2 separate regions of the Rattus norvegicus genome follow, and region 2 is linked to region 1. The links are chromatin contacts, called in public Hi-C maps. All regions are on one chromosome and are shown on one strand. The core of a region is the stretch at or near the end of the contact, and the rest is flanking DNA. Distances in the headings are between cores, read along the strand shown. Region 1 overlaps Ppm1h (protein phosphatase, Mg2+/Mn2+ dependent, 1H). Region 2 overlaps Ppm1h (protein phosphatase, Mg2+/Mn2+ dependent, 1H).

Region 1 (6,065 bases), core at 2,372-4,871:
GTGACCTCTCCCTGTAGTGAGAGAAGAGATCGAAAAATGGGAATGGGGATGAGTGACTTCAAGACTTTAATTTCTGTCAGTGGCTGCTGGGGGCTGCCAAACTTCTTTTGCTCGGAACTGCTGTATTCTCCAGTCCGTCCACTAGAGGCCAGTGTCGCATTGATGAAGACCTTCCAGGACCAGCTGCACTTCTAATGGGAAGTTTATTCAGATAAATACCCAAAAAGGAGCCCAAGCCTTCAAAGTTTTCAACATTAGTTAACTGCCTGAAATTTTCTTGTGAAAGTGTGTGTGTGTGTGTGTGTGTGTGTGTGTGTGTGTGTGTGTGTGTGTGTGAATAGATACCTAGGATATGTCATTTTTATGTAATCTGCCCAGTCAATAAACATTTGCTAAGAAACAACTTTTTGTCGGACCTGAATGGTAATAGAAGAAAATAGAAATGGTCAGTTATTCAATGAGTGAAATGCAAATGGGAGGGAGAGAAATGAGAGTTGGACTTCTGAGTTGAAACTCAGGAGAGCAGGCAAGTTGAACAGTTCCCTCTGTAGGGGAAGTACTGAGGCTGCCCAGACAAGTGGGGACTCCTGGGAATAGTAAATGCATTATCTAATGAGAGGGACAATTTTCTTCCCATCACCTTAGCATAGGACTTGGATTTCCTGGGTTGGGCTCCTGTCCAGATGATTGACAGGCCCGGCTAGACTTGCTCCTGAAGAAATAGAGAGAAGTATATAATGTTCTCATCTTTGAAGCAGAGTGGACCACTGTGTCTCTACCCAGAGCCAGAGGTAGATTCCACCCTTTTGACCAGGAGGTGTAAGAAAGAACAGAGCAGTTGGATAGTTTCCTTTCCTACTCTTCTCCAGGGAGAAGGAAGGTGGTGCCCATTCCTCTGTGGCCTTAAAAGCTACTGATCACTGTAATATTGTGCCATATCCCAGTTACATTACTGTGATGTTCTAAATGATGTCAAAGCCAGTAATAAAATGATGATAGCACTCCAAAATGTATTTGGAAATCCCTAGCCAGAAAAAAAGGACCACCCATCTCTAAGGCACATGGGTAGTTTTTACAAAATTTAGACCAACAGAAGAAAAAAAGGCATGATTTGAACAAGCACTCTGAACTTCTCTGAAACAGTTCCTTTGCTCAAGTTGCCTGAACAGTGTGAGAGGTGTAGAGAGGTGGTGACCTCTGACCACTAGCATGATTTCTAGCTCTGACCACTCACCATGCAAGCTCTTAGGGACAGGTTTAGCTCGACAGCCCCTTTGTCATGTCATGTCTTAGATCTGACTTCCTACTGAGAAGGCCAATTCCTGTTTCCACTACAGAAAACTGACTGTGGTCTCTTGAAAGGAGAATCTCCAAAATTTAGCCACTGATTGCATGGGGTGATCTTCAGAATTGACAGCATAGAAATTGTTTCAGTAGCCTCAAAATAATAGCTGAAAGGTTACTGTCACCTCATATAAAATCCGTAAATCCGTTTTCTTCCCTGGTTCTCCTGCTAATAGATGATTTAGGGATTCTCTGTCTCAAAGCAAAGCTTGGAGGAATTTCTTGTTTTGTTTTGTTTGTTTGTTTGTTTGTTTGTTTGTTTTTGAAATGCTAAATGCAACCAATTTCCTTATCTCCAATTTTGTGGGTTCAAGTCCGCCTTCTAACAGTGCTTAGGTCAGCAGCTTGATTGTTTCCTGGCCCAGGGTGACAGGTGTGAATGAGATAACCATTCTGAGTCCTAGTTCCAACCACCCCCATCCCTACTCTCACACACCCTGCACAACCCTCTACAAAGAATGTTTGGGTTGAATAGACAACACTTCAGAGTCATAGAAGAAGTTAATTCCATCACTAGAGTGGCTGTCAAAGATTGGGAACAAAGCCAGACAAGCCTTTGAGCTTACCACCTACAAGATTTAAGCTCAGGAGAAAGCTGAGAGACTCTCCGAATGCTCACTGACTTCCTTTCAGTATTGTTAGGTAGGTAGCCAGGCAGATCTTCTTGAGCTTAGAAGCCATTGAGGATGGGCCCCTCCCTGTGGCCGATTTTGGACCTCACCTGTCATTTCCCTGGTAGCCCTAGAGAGGGAGGAATCTAAACTGGCCCCTGTAGTATTTGAACTTATCAGATGGGAGTGCCAGTGTTCTGTTGAGACCATTAAGCTACTTCCTCTTAGCCCAAAGAATGGAATCCACCTCTGGCCTTGAGTGGCCATCTGCCCAAACTTCAGAACACTGCACCCATTTTCTCCTTCCCCAAGAATTAACCTAGCTTGTGGTGCCAAACACCTGCCTCACGGGACACATGGTTCACCTGAGGGCATGCTAAAGCTATGGAAGCCTTTAAAAAATACTGTACTTAACAGAAGCCCTTCCCTCAGTGCAGGGCCTTGTGGAGCTTCCACCCTGTGAGCTCCTACCCTTCCATTTCCTTCTTCCTCAGGCCTAACTATTTTTCAAGCCTAACCCTGATACTCTGAGCTTCCTCACTTTTCTCTGAAGACCTCCCTCTTCTGCCAGCCTCCGATGCTGAACATGCCAGCCTTCTTGGACCCTACCTCAAAAGGCACAGATTTCTCTCTCCTGCTTCCTCGACTGCCAAGATTACAGCTTGCCTGGCTTCCTGTTTTTCCTCTCAGAGCCTACAAACAAATTGTCCAGAGGCTTCCTTCTTCTGACTCTATTTCAAAATTCTTCTATTGAGAACCCCGAAGGGAACCCCAGTTTTCCCAGTAACATGATGCATGCAAGTTCTTTGCAACTGAGAATGTCCTAGTAATTTTTTTAATAAGGGAGAAAATAGCTTTCATGGGATTTATTTTTGTTTTATCTATATGGGTGTTTTGTCTACATGTACGTCTGTGTACCACATGTGTGCAATATCCAAAAAAAAAAAAAAAAGTGTCAGATCCCCCTTGGAAACTCAAGTTATAGATGGTTGGAAAACACCACGTGGATTGAGGAAATCAAACACCGGCCCACTGGAAGAGCAGTCAGTGCTCTTAACTACTGAGTTGTTTAGTCAGCCCCCAAAGTAACAATGTTTTAACTTGTAAGGCTACTACATATTTTCTAGTACTGGAAAGTGTGGGCAGTATATAACGACATTATACAATCATAAGAATGAATGCAAAGGTAATTGCTAATTTATAAAGTCTAGAATTTCAATCAGCCTACTCACGGTAAGTTTAAACTTCTTTATTTAAGCTTAGTCTTTGTTTGCAGCTGGAAGTTCTTCTAGGAAGGGATGGGCCTGTAATTCCACAGCAGTCAGCAGGTGGCGATATTGGACAGTCCCGTTTTTCTGTTTTTCCTTCTTCTCTTTGAAACTCATTGCCTAGCTGGCAGATGGCCTTGTTCTCAGAATAAGCCAGGATGAGACCCGGATACTGAAACCATGCAGAAGCTTATTATTTGTGACTGACACTATTAGCAGCATGCTCAGAGCCATATTATAACCCAGCCAGGGGGAGCTGCCAGGTATATTAAAACTGCCTGGCGCTGGCTTTCTTCTGCTGACCCGCAGCGCTTTCTTTTCACAACCTGGAACTGGTGAGCAACAAAGGCTGAGCCTGGAGTCACGTCATCTCTGAGACTTTCAAATCAAATTACAGCCATTCCGGATGATAAATATGCTTTTTTTTTCTTTCTTGCAGCTCTTTCCTGTTGAGTGAGCCTCACATTACACACACTCTCTGCCCCCACCCCTTGCCACAACAACAACAACAAAAACAGCAAATAAAAGCAGGCAGCGTAAGAATTGGCTCTTTTCTTTGACTCAGAGACGAGCCTCGCCCTAACATATTGTCTAAGCCGTTGCAACAGAATAACTCAGCTCCTCTCAGTAACACGTTGCCTCCACTGGGCATTGGGACCCCGGACTGAGCAGTCAGAGACTCAGTTCTCTGGTCCCTTCCCATGTAGACCACACTTGGAAGGAATTAGTAGGTAGATGTTTGCTAGCTCCTCATTCTAGCTGTATGTCTTGGAATCCACCGGCAACTAAAATGGAGAGAAGTCCTGGAGCTCCTGTTCAGCACACAGCAGTAGGCAGCTTTTCTCCTGATCACGTTAGCTTGTGAAAAAGATACTGAAAACTCAAGGGCTTAAAAAATAGACAGTGTGATTTTTTTTATTTTTTTATTTTTTGTAAAAGTGCAAAAAGCTTAGCCCGATTTGAAAGACTGAGGAAAGGGAAAAGTGGTTCATTCCACAGTAAATATATCTTTATTGACTGCATTTATCGTGTTTAATCTCATAGTAAAAGAGCCACCCAGATGGTCCTTTAATGTTCCTTTTAGTACAAAGATTTTCTGAATCTTCTAGAGAGGAGTAGGTGGTGTGGGTAGGAAAAAAAAATAAAATGTGCTATTTTGGCTTCCAGGGAGGAGGGGAGAGAAGCAATTATTTTTAGAATCTGTTCTAGTTGCACACAGTTTTAGAAGAAATGGAAGAGTGTGTGTTAATGTCAGTGAATTCTTCAGGGGATGAAGTCTGCAGAAACATCCCAGCGACAGTGCTGGCAGAGAACACACTTCTAAGTACTGTGTGTGCACGTGTGCCTCCCTCACAGGTGTGGGGGAGGGGCTGGTCAGACCATGCATGTGGGAGGAAGCAGGGTTGCTTGGATTCAAAAGTAGCTAGTCTCGAATCCATTCTCCGTAAGAAAGTAACATTGCTTATTCAGGGAGAGGTAGAGAAATAATATACAGTTGAAATATAGGAAAGGCAGGAGCAAATTGAATAAAGTGTGTCTGTCTGTCTGTCTGTCTACACACACACAGACACACACACACACGCAGAACCATACTGTTAATTTATCTTAAGGTACAAGCTGAATAAAGTAACCAGAATGTTCCCCAGCATTAAAAGTAAATATGAACTCCACTGCTGTAACAGAACATCTTATTGTTGAACACTGTCTTGATCCCTCCCAAGGATTAAGTCATTTTTAAAATCATTCTTACATGATAAATAGCGTTCCCACTTGTGACCCAGAATAAGCTTATTTGCTTCGATCCCTAGAGAATTCTTTACCACGAACAGCCCTTTAACGTGGACTCTTTGTGTAGGGTTTTCTTTTTCCTCTTTCGGATTGCACTAATAATTCACTTAAGCCTGTCAAACGCCATCCAGATTCCAATCCATATGCAGCATGCAAACACTTGGATGCTTCAAGAATCTTTAATAAATAGTGCCCTTCATTCAGACTTACATAGTCAACGGATATTGATTGCAAGTAAGAAGGAAAATTTTCCATAGCTTGAACTGTGCCTTTTAATATACGAAAAATAGTGATGGTGGATCTGGACTTGGGTTTACTACTTTATATATTTATTATATTTTAAATATATATACATCAAACTTTTTAACTTTTGATGTAAAAAAAATGAACAAATCTTCCCACAGAGGGATTCTTTATATTCTAGACACTGAACAGAAAAACCCAGATCTCTTGGTGTTTTCCTCTCTCTTCCTTGAGAGACTTCCCCACAGAGCCACACGCCCCTCCTACCCTTCACCTTGAGTTTCCTACCATCCTTGGCACATGATGTCATAGGCTTCTCTCTAGAGCACTGGCAGTCAGCTGCAGCCAGGGTTCTTAGTATCTCGATGTGCATCTGCTTGGTAAATGTGGTATTTGTGAGAAGGAGCCTCTGTTTCTCCTCTCATGGGTAAGGTGGTGGGTGAGATGTTGGTTTAGAAATCCAGACTTTTTTTGTTAAGTCCATTCCTTTATAGGTCCATTCATAGACACTACTAAAGCGATGTTTAACTGGCCCTGATACAGAGGCCAAGGGTCTGAAGGGGACAAGAATGGCCACTGCTCTCAATGGTGACATTTCCAGGCTGTGGTAAGGATCCTGTGACTGTGGCTGAGACCTGACCTCAACCCCCACCCCGAATTTAATCTTCCTAGCACTCCTTAAGGAAACAGTTTATAGAGCATTTAAGGAAGTAAATGCTAAAAGGCAGTGTAGCCCACTGAACAGCGCTCATGCTCGGCCCCTCTGTAGCCCTTGAAGTTGCTGTCTTCTCCCGAAAAGGCTTCTTGGTTT
Region 2 (6,065 bases), core at 2,636-5,135, 73 kb after region 1:
CCTCCGTAGGTTATAGTAAGGGAAGTGTGGGATAGACTGACTTCAGAAAGCAGAGTCGGGTACCCAGAGGAAGAGCGGCATAGCCAGATTTCTATAGACATAGATAAACTGCGAGGGCTCCTGGTGTAGATATAAGGGTGCAAGCAGAAAACGGTAAGAGTGGAGACAGACAGGAAGCAAAAGGGACTCAGGTTTGCATGCAAGGCGTTGAGTCAGAGCAGTCAATGGCCTCTTTAAATGTCTGCTCAGGCAGTGGGTACCCAGCACCCAGACCAGTGCTTGTCACAGGGCAGCAGGTATCCCAGGGTGAAGGAGGATGAGGGGCAGGTCAGTGGGCCAATGGTCAATGAGAAGGATGGGACGGAGATCATCTTTGAGATTGAGATGAGGCTGTCTGCTTATCCTCTAATCTAGGGTGAGAGTAGGGCGGAAGCCCAGGAATCAATACCACGTTGCCCTAAGGAGGATGTCTTTGTGGCAGATACCTGGTGTATTCCCTTCACTCGGGGTGGAGAGGCGGCATGGCCGTTTCTCACTGGCTTTGGAAAGGACTTTGGGGGACAGGAATCATCGACTTAATAGACAAGATGCCTTCAAAGGCTGTAATTGTTCACTTAAACTGTGTGATGAGGTTAGGGGGTTTTATGTTCCCTTTTCAGTCTCTCGAAACTTTTTCCTTTTGCATGGCTCCTATATCTTTCCCTTTAACAAGGCTAAAGTGCCCTCATTTTGTAATTTTTTAAAAGTAAGTTCAGGAAGTGGATTATATCCGTCTTCATATGCACTTCACATAGCAGTGGGTGGGTGGGCCCTCTTGTTAGACAGGTTTCAGAGAACCGCCTTCTCTTCCATCCCCATCCCCTGTATGTGTGAGCCTGGCCGCTATACACAGAGCCAAGGAGCTGCTTTTAATTGCGTGGGAGGTCACCGAAGACACTAAATAATTGAGCAGCCGTGACTGAGAATGGCTTCGGGCAGGCAGGATTTGCTTTGTCTCCAGGGTAATTCCCCGTGTGGCTGTTGACTTTCAGGCTAGGGTGTGATCAGGATTTAGGTAGGCTGTTGTGTGTTTCCTACCTGTTCTTCCTTTTTTTCACTTGAAAACGGGAGGAGGAAAGCCATTTGAATCTTTGTGAGAGGAACTTGGGAAGTTCAAAAACCCGTTTACACGGCACACATGCAGCCTGTGTAGATCCCATTTCTGACCCAACCAGAACAAGCTGCACTTCAAAGTGTTTTCAGTGCTCTAATGGTTGTTTTGGTTTTGTTTTGTGTAGCACGTTTAATTGTTTATTTGGTGGGGGTGGGGGGTGAGGGGGTGGATGTCGTAAGGGTCTCTCACAGCCTAAGCCAGCCTGGAGCTTGCTATGTGTACAGCCAGAGATGGAAGCCGAGGCCTTGTGAGTCCTTAGGAAGTGCTCCTTCACGAGCCACAGATTTAGGGGGAGTTTAGTACAGTCCTACACCAGGGCTAGACTTCTGATCCTTCCCGTCCATTCCTCCCAAGTGCTGGGTTTGTAGGCGTGCGCCATCACACCTGATTTTGCAGGCCCGAAGCTAGGGCTTTGTGCATGCTACATAAACACACTACCAACTGAGCTACGTCCCCAGGCCCCAGGGAGTCATTCCAAAGCATGGTGTCTGCTCCCTTTCCCAGTTGCCTATACAGGAGAAAGGTTGCAGCACTAATTCACGAGAAGGGTCAGAGGATTTGCAGCCTGTTTCTTTTCCCGGTAAAACCTTAAACGACTACTAGGTGGGTGGTGTTAGCTGCAAGTGGACAGGCCGAGCTATGGGAGTGTATCCTGCTCCAGGATGCAAATTGTTCCTTACCTCCCCTTGCCTTGTGTTTCTTGGCTTTGGGAGTAACTTGGGCCATGAACTCTTTTCCTCTAAAATGGCTAACAAAAGGCCCACACTCTCCTACGCTGTTCAATCCTTGCAGGAAATTCCTAGTTGTGGAGGGTTTTCACTTCCTCTATTAGTCATGAGAGTAACAGCTGGCTGAGTTACTGGAAGAGCTAAGGACCAAGCCCTGTGACGAGAGCTTTATCTAATTCCTCAGATGCTTGCTGTTAAAGTAGCCGACATACTCAGTACATCCTACAGGCGAAGAGACAGAGGCAGAAAGGTTAACTTGTTCGTCATTACCAGACTAGTATGAGGAAAGGGTGGGATGTGGCCCGAGATGTGTCATCGTACTTTATTTTTTTAAAGATTTATTTACTTATTATATATAAGTACACTATAGCTGTCTTCAGACACACCAGAAGAGGGCACTGATCTCATTTACAGATGGTTGTGAGCCACCATGTGGTTGCTGGGAATTGAACTCAGGACCTCTGCAAGAGCAGCCAGTGCTCTAATCACTGAGCCATCTCTCCAGCCCTGAGATGTGTCATTTTAAGTGTGCACAACTGTCTTCTGTACTGCTTGCTGATGACGGAGTATTGAGTCCCCCTTGTTTCATCATCTGTTGAGCACGTGGACTGGAGCTCGAGTATCTCCATCTTATTTCAGGACTCCTTGTATGTCATAGGCCAGCCAGCTCTTCCCTAGGGCAGCAGGCAGTGGGCAGTGGCTCTCTACCTTCTTAAGGCTGAACCCTTTAATACTGTTCCTCCTGCCGTGGCCATAAAATTATTTTCGTTGCTACTTCATAACCTTAATTGCTACTTTCATGAATTGTAGTGGAGAGATCTGATCTGTGACCCCTGTGAAAGGGTCGTCGGACCCGCCCAAAGGGGTCTCATGACCCACAGGCATCTCCATTCAGTTTTGAGCTCTGCTAGAAATGTAAGCAGAGGAGCTCCCTTCACACGGGTGTCTCCTCAGCAGTCCTTTATGGACCTGAGGATGAAACATTGTATCTTAGAAAATGCAAGGCAGTGACTTTCTTCCCTCCTAATGTGGACCCCATGGACCATTAGCCAAATTAAAACTGGATGCCTCCGACTTTTCACCCAGAGTCTGTGCATAGGAAACTGTGTGTGTGTGTGTGTGTGTGTGTGTGTGTGTGTGTGTGTGTGTGTGTGTGTGTGTGTGTGTTCGGCAGTATCTCCAAAGAACCTGTGCATAGGGAAATTGACGCCTCTCATTAGGGGAGCACCGTGCTGGCATTCTGCGGTGTGTGTGCAGCAGGGAGGAAGTGTGGGAGAGGGTGTCAGCTCTGGGAAGCCTTGTCTCATAATTAAAGATGAAACTGTTCCTTCCTGATAGGGACCCTTTCTCTCCCACCCTCATACTTTCTCGGGGACTGTGGAGCAGCTGGGGAGGCCCAGATTGTTTAGAGGACAAAAGGTTATTGTCACCAGGGCCAATTTCTTAATGAAATTGGTTGCTTCCCTGACTCCCCCCCCCCCCCACTGCCCCATCTCCTCTGATGGTTCGCTCAGTGGCTTGATTTATTTACAAAGCCTTTGTCTAAGAGGGGAGGGGCGCTCTGAGTTGGCCCCTGGTGTGGCCTTTCCTTGCTCCCCGCCCTCCCCATCACCCACTCAGCTCTCACCTTCTGTGCCTTGTGTCATTGGTCTGGGTGCCAGAATCCCCAGGCTGGTGCCCCTCCTCCCTGGCCCTTTGTGTGGAGCTGCTCTTGCGGGATGCTCGCTGTAGCTGGCGTAGCTGGCATCCTGTCAGCTCGAGAGCTCCGTGGCCCAGCCCGCAGCACTCTGAGCTGTCTTAGACTGTAATTTGCTGGCAAGCATCTTTGTTACCGACTTGAAACAACAGTTTCTCACAGCTGGCTTTGTGGCACCGGGTCCCTGCTCCGGGGACTGCTGGCGACTTCACTTTTCTCATGTAGGGATCAGTGTTCTCCTTGCCCTTCATCCAGCCACATGGGGTGCTGAGCCCAAGATGGCATTGGTGTGGGAGGAGGCTGTGACTTCACCCCTGGCTTCAAGCCAGATTCTCCAGCAGCTGCTCTGGGCTGATGGGATTTGTAGAGAGGGCAAGGGTCAATGAAGAAAAGTCCATCATGCAAATGTGAGGTTTCTTCCAGATGGTGGTGGGTATAAGCAGTGCACACCAGACTTCTTCGTTCAAGCCAAGCCTCTCTACCTGTCATGTTCACGATGGCCCCGTTGAGGGGGCAGTGGGTGGATGATGTGCTGACAACATGGGATCACATGGTTTATTGCTTTGGGTGATAGACATTTTGATATTTTTTGCTCTGCCAAAGTCCCTTATTTGTAAAATGCTTCTCTCGGTGTCTAGAGGGGGCTTGGGTAAGCATTGTTCTGGTTTTTGAGCTTCTGGGAGAAGCAGAACCCAGAGATCTTGACCTTTTATTTTCATCTCTTGCAGTCCTTAAACATCTAATGATTCTAAGTTAATGATGTGTCAGTGTAATTTCCCCCTCCTCTGTTTCCTTAAAGCTATGAGCAAATTGGGATTTTTCCACCGGGAAGCCAATGAAATCAGCCTTCATTTTCTCGGTTCAGCATTCCCTGCCTCAATAAAAGCGAAGGGAACCTCTCCATTTTTTCCTATGCTCTCGAACATAATATCCAGCAGCCACATGTGGCCACTTAAATTTCAGTTAGTTAAAAATTAAATAAAATTAAAAATTAATTCACCAAGTCTCACTGCCCACATGTCACTTGCTCAGTAGCCACACCCAGCTAGTGGCTACTGGATTAGATGGTGCAAGTTAGAGCATTCATTTCAGGTGAACTGTGGTCTGGATGATGGGCGAGCATGAGTCTGGTCAGGCTGTGGCAGAAGTTGTAGCTGAGCATCCCACAGCGAAGGGTGAGCAGGGAGCTAGGGATGCTAAGGACTTGCCTACAGTGTATGAGACCCTGGGTTTCATCTCTGGCACAATAAAAATGGGGCATGGTGGCACATGTCCATAATCCCAGCACTTAGCAGGTGGATGCAGGAGGATTAGAAATTCAAGATCCTCCTCAGCCATATAGTGGACTTAAGGCCAGGCTGGGATAGATGAGATCCTATCTCTAAATAGATTGGATTAGATTAATAGATATTAGATTAGACTTATAGATGAGAGATAGCTAGATAGATGGACGGACAGATGGACAGACAGACATTTAGTAGGGAAAAACAAAGGGAAGTCATGGCCTTAATGAGGTAGCTGGGGCATGGGCTTTGCTCCACCTTCCAAATGCCTAGGGACTTCTGTCATGGCATTTAGGAATATCTACCTCATTTCCAGCTGTCCCCTTGCTGGGCAGAAAGAAAAAAAAATACATGCTGCTGACCATGAAGGGAAGCCCACCTCATCTACCCAAATAGCTTCCTCCCTCCCCCCATTCTGTGCAGAAGCACCCTCCCAGTCTCCCCCTACTACTCCCTATGCCACCCTCCCCAATCTGTACAGAAGCACCCTCCCAGCCTCCCTCCATTGTCCCCCTAGTCTTCTATCCTCCCTTTCAGCGCAGAAGCACAGCCTCCCCCTACCACTCCCTAGGTTGCTGCCAGATGTTGCTGCCTTCCTTCTCGCCTTTTCTTTTACTTCTTGGGAAGTAGCTCAGATCCTGGGGATCTGATTAAAAAGTAAGTTCAGTCCCAAGCCTTTCAGTTCCTTTTCAGGGTGACCTTTATTCACAGTCCACAGCCTGGAGCCCAGCTCAGTAATGAAAAGACCCAGCCCCATAGCCTTGGGCTTTTACCAATAATCCAAACACTTTCTGGAAAGAGAGACCCATTGGAGGCAGCCCAGAGTGTGTGTGGGGGGCTGCCGGGGCGGAGTTCCGAGGGTATTATCTTTCCTCTGTGCCCTCTGTCAATACATCCAGGTAGATCATAGCAGAGGAGTAGAGAGATGAGAAGGGCTTGCGGCCAACTCCAGAGTGGCACCCACATTTAATACAAATTGATTTATTGAGTCAAGCCAGAAGCCCTGTTACAGGAACCCCAGGCTCCCGCCTCCCTCAGGCCACCTCATAAAGTTGCATTACTGACACTTCTCATTAGCTTGCCCACTGATCCCCAGGCAGCTCTTAAAGGGACAGCACCCTTCTCTGGGGCTTGAATTTATATGTCGGTCATGCCTGTGGGTCTAATTAGCTCGGCAGTATTAGTCTTACTTAGAAAGTCTGCAT

Evidence for each region. Hi-C and Micro-C count contacts between places; a contact is called where the count stands out from the background.
Region 2: a contact with region 1 is called in a Hi-C map of Schwann cells, with 6 times the contacts expected there. The contact joins two enhancer-like sites. A contact is called at or near these places in 9 of 12 Hi-C or Micro-C datasets (the Rat2 cell line, Schwann cells, frontal cortex and 4 more) and 1 of 1 datasets of contacts at active chromatin or transcription factors (oligodendrocytes).

The regions. Positions count from the first base shown.
Region 1 is chr7:60,348,825-60,354,889 of GRCr8, forward strand. The region is part of intron 3 of Ppm1h (protein phosphatase, Mg2+/Mn2+ dependent, 1H); the gene reads left to right. It overlaps LOC134479882 (a long non-coding RNA gene), which reads right to left. Exons shown (of 2, transcript XR_010053726.1): 2 at 301-3,669. Among named protein-coding and RNA genes, the nearest start is that of Ppm1h, 130 kb to the left of the region's middle. Within about 2 kb of position 3,622, at least 55 of the 93 cell types and tissues checked have an H3K27ac peak or open chromatin away from gene starts, as enhancers often do. A contact at or near this core is called in Schwann cells, where this site is marked.
Region 2 is chr7:60,421,791-60,427,855 of GRCr8, forward strand. All of the region lies in intron 6 of Ppm1h (protein phosphatase, Mg2+/Mn2+ dependent, 1H), which reads left to right. LOC134479883 (a long non-coding RNA gene) reads right to left here. Exons shown (of 2, transcript XR_010053727.1): 1 at 3,509-6,065; 2 at 2,190-2,850. Among named protein-coding and RNA genes, the nearest start is that of Mirlet7i, 100 kb to the right of the region's middle. Within about 2 kb of position 3,886, at least 61 of the 93 cell types and tissues checked have an H3K27ac peak or open chromatin away from gene starts, as enhancers often do. A contact at or near this core is called in Schwann cells, where this site is marked.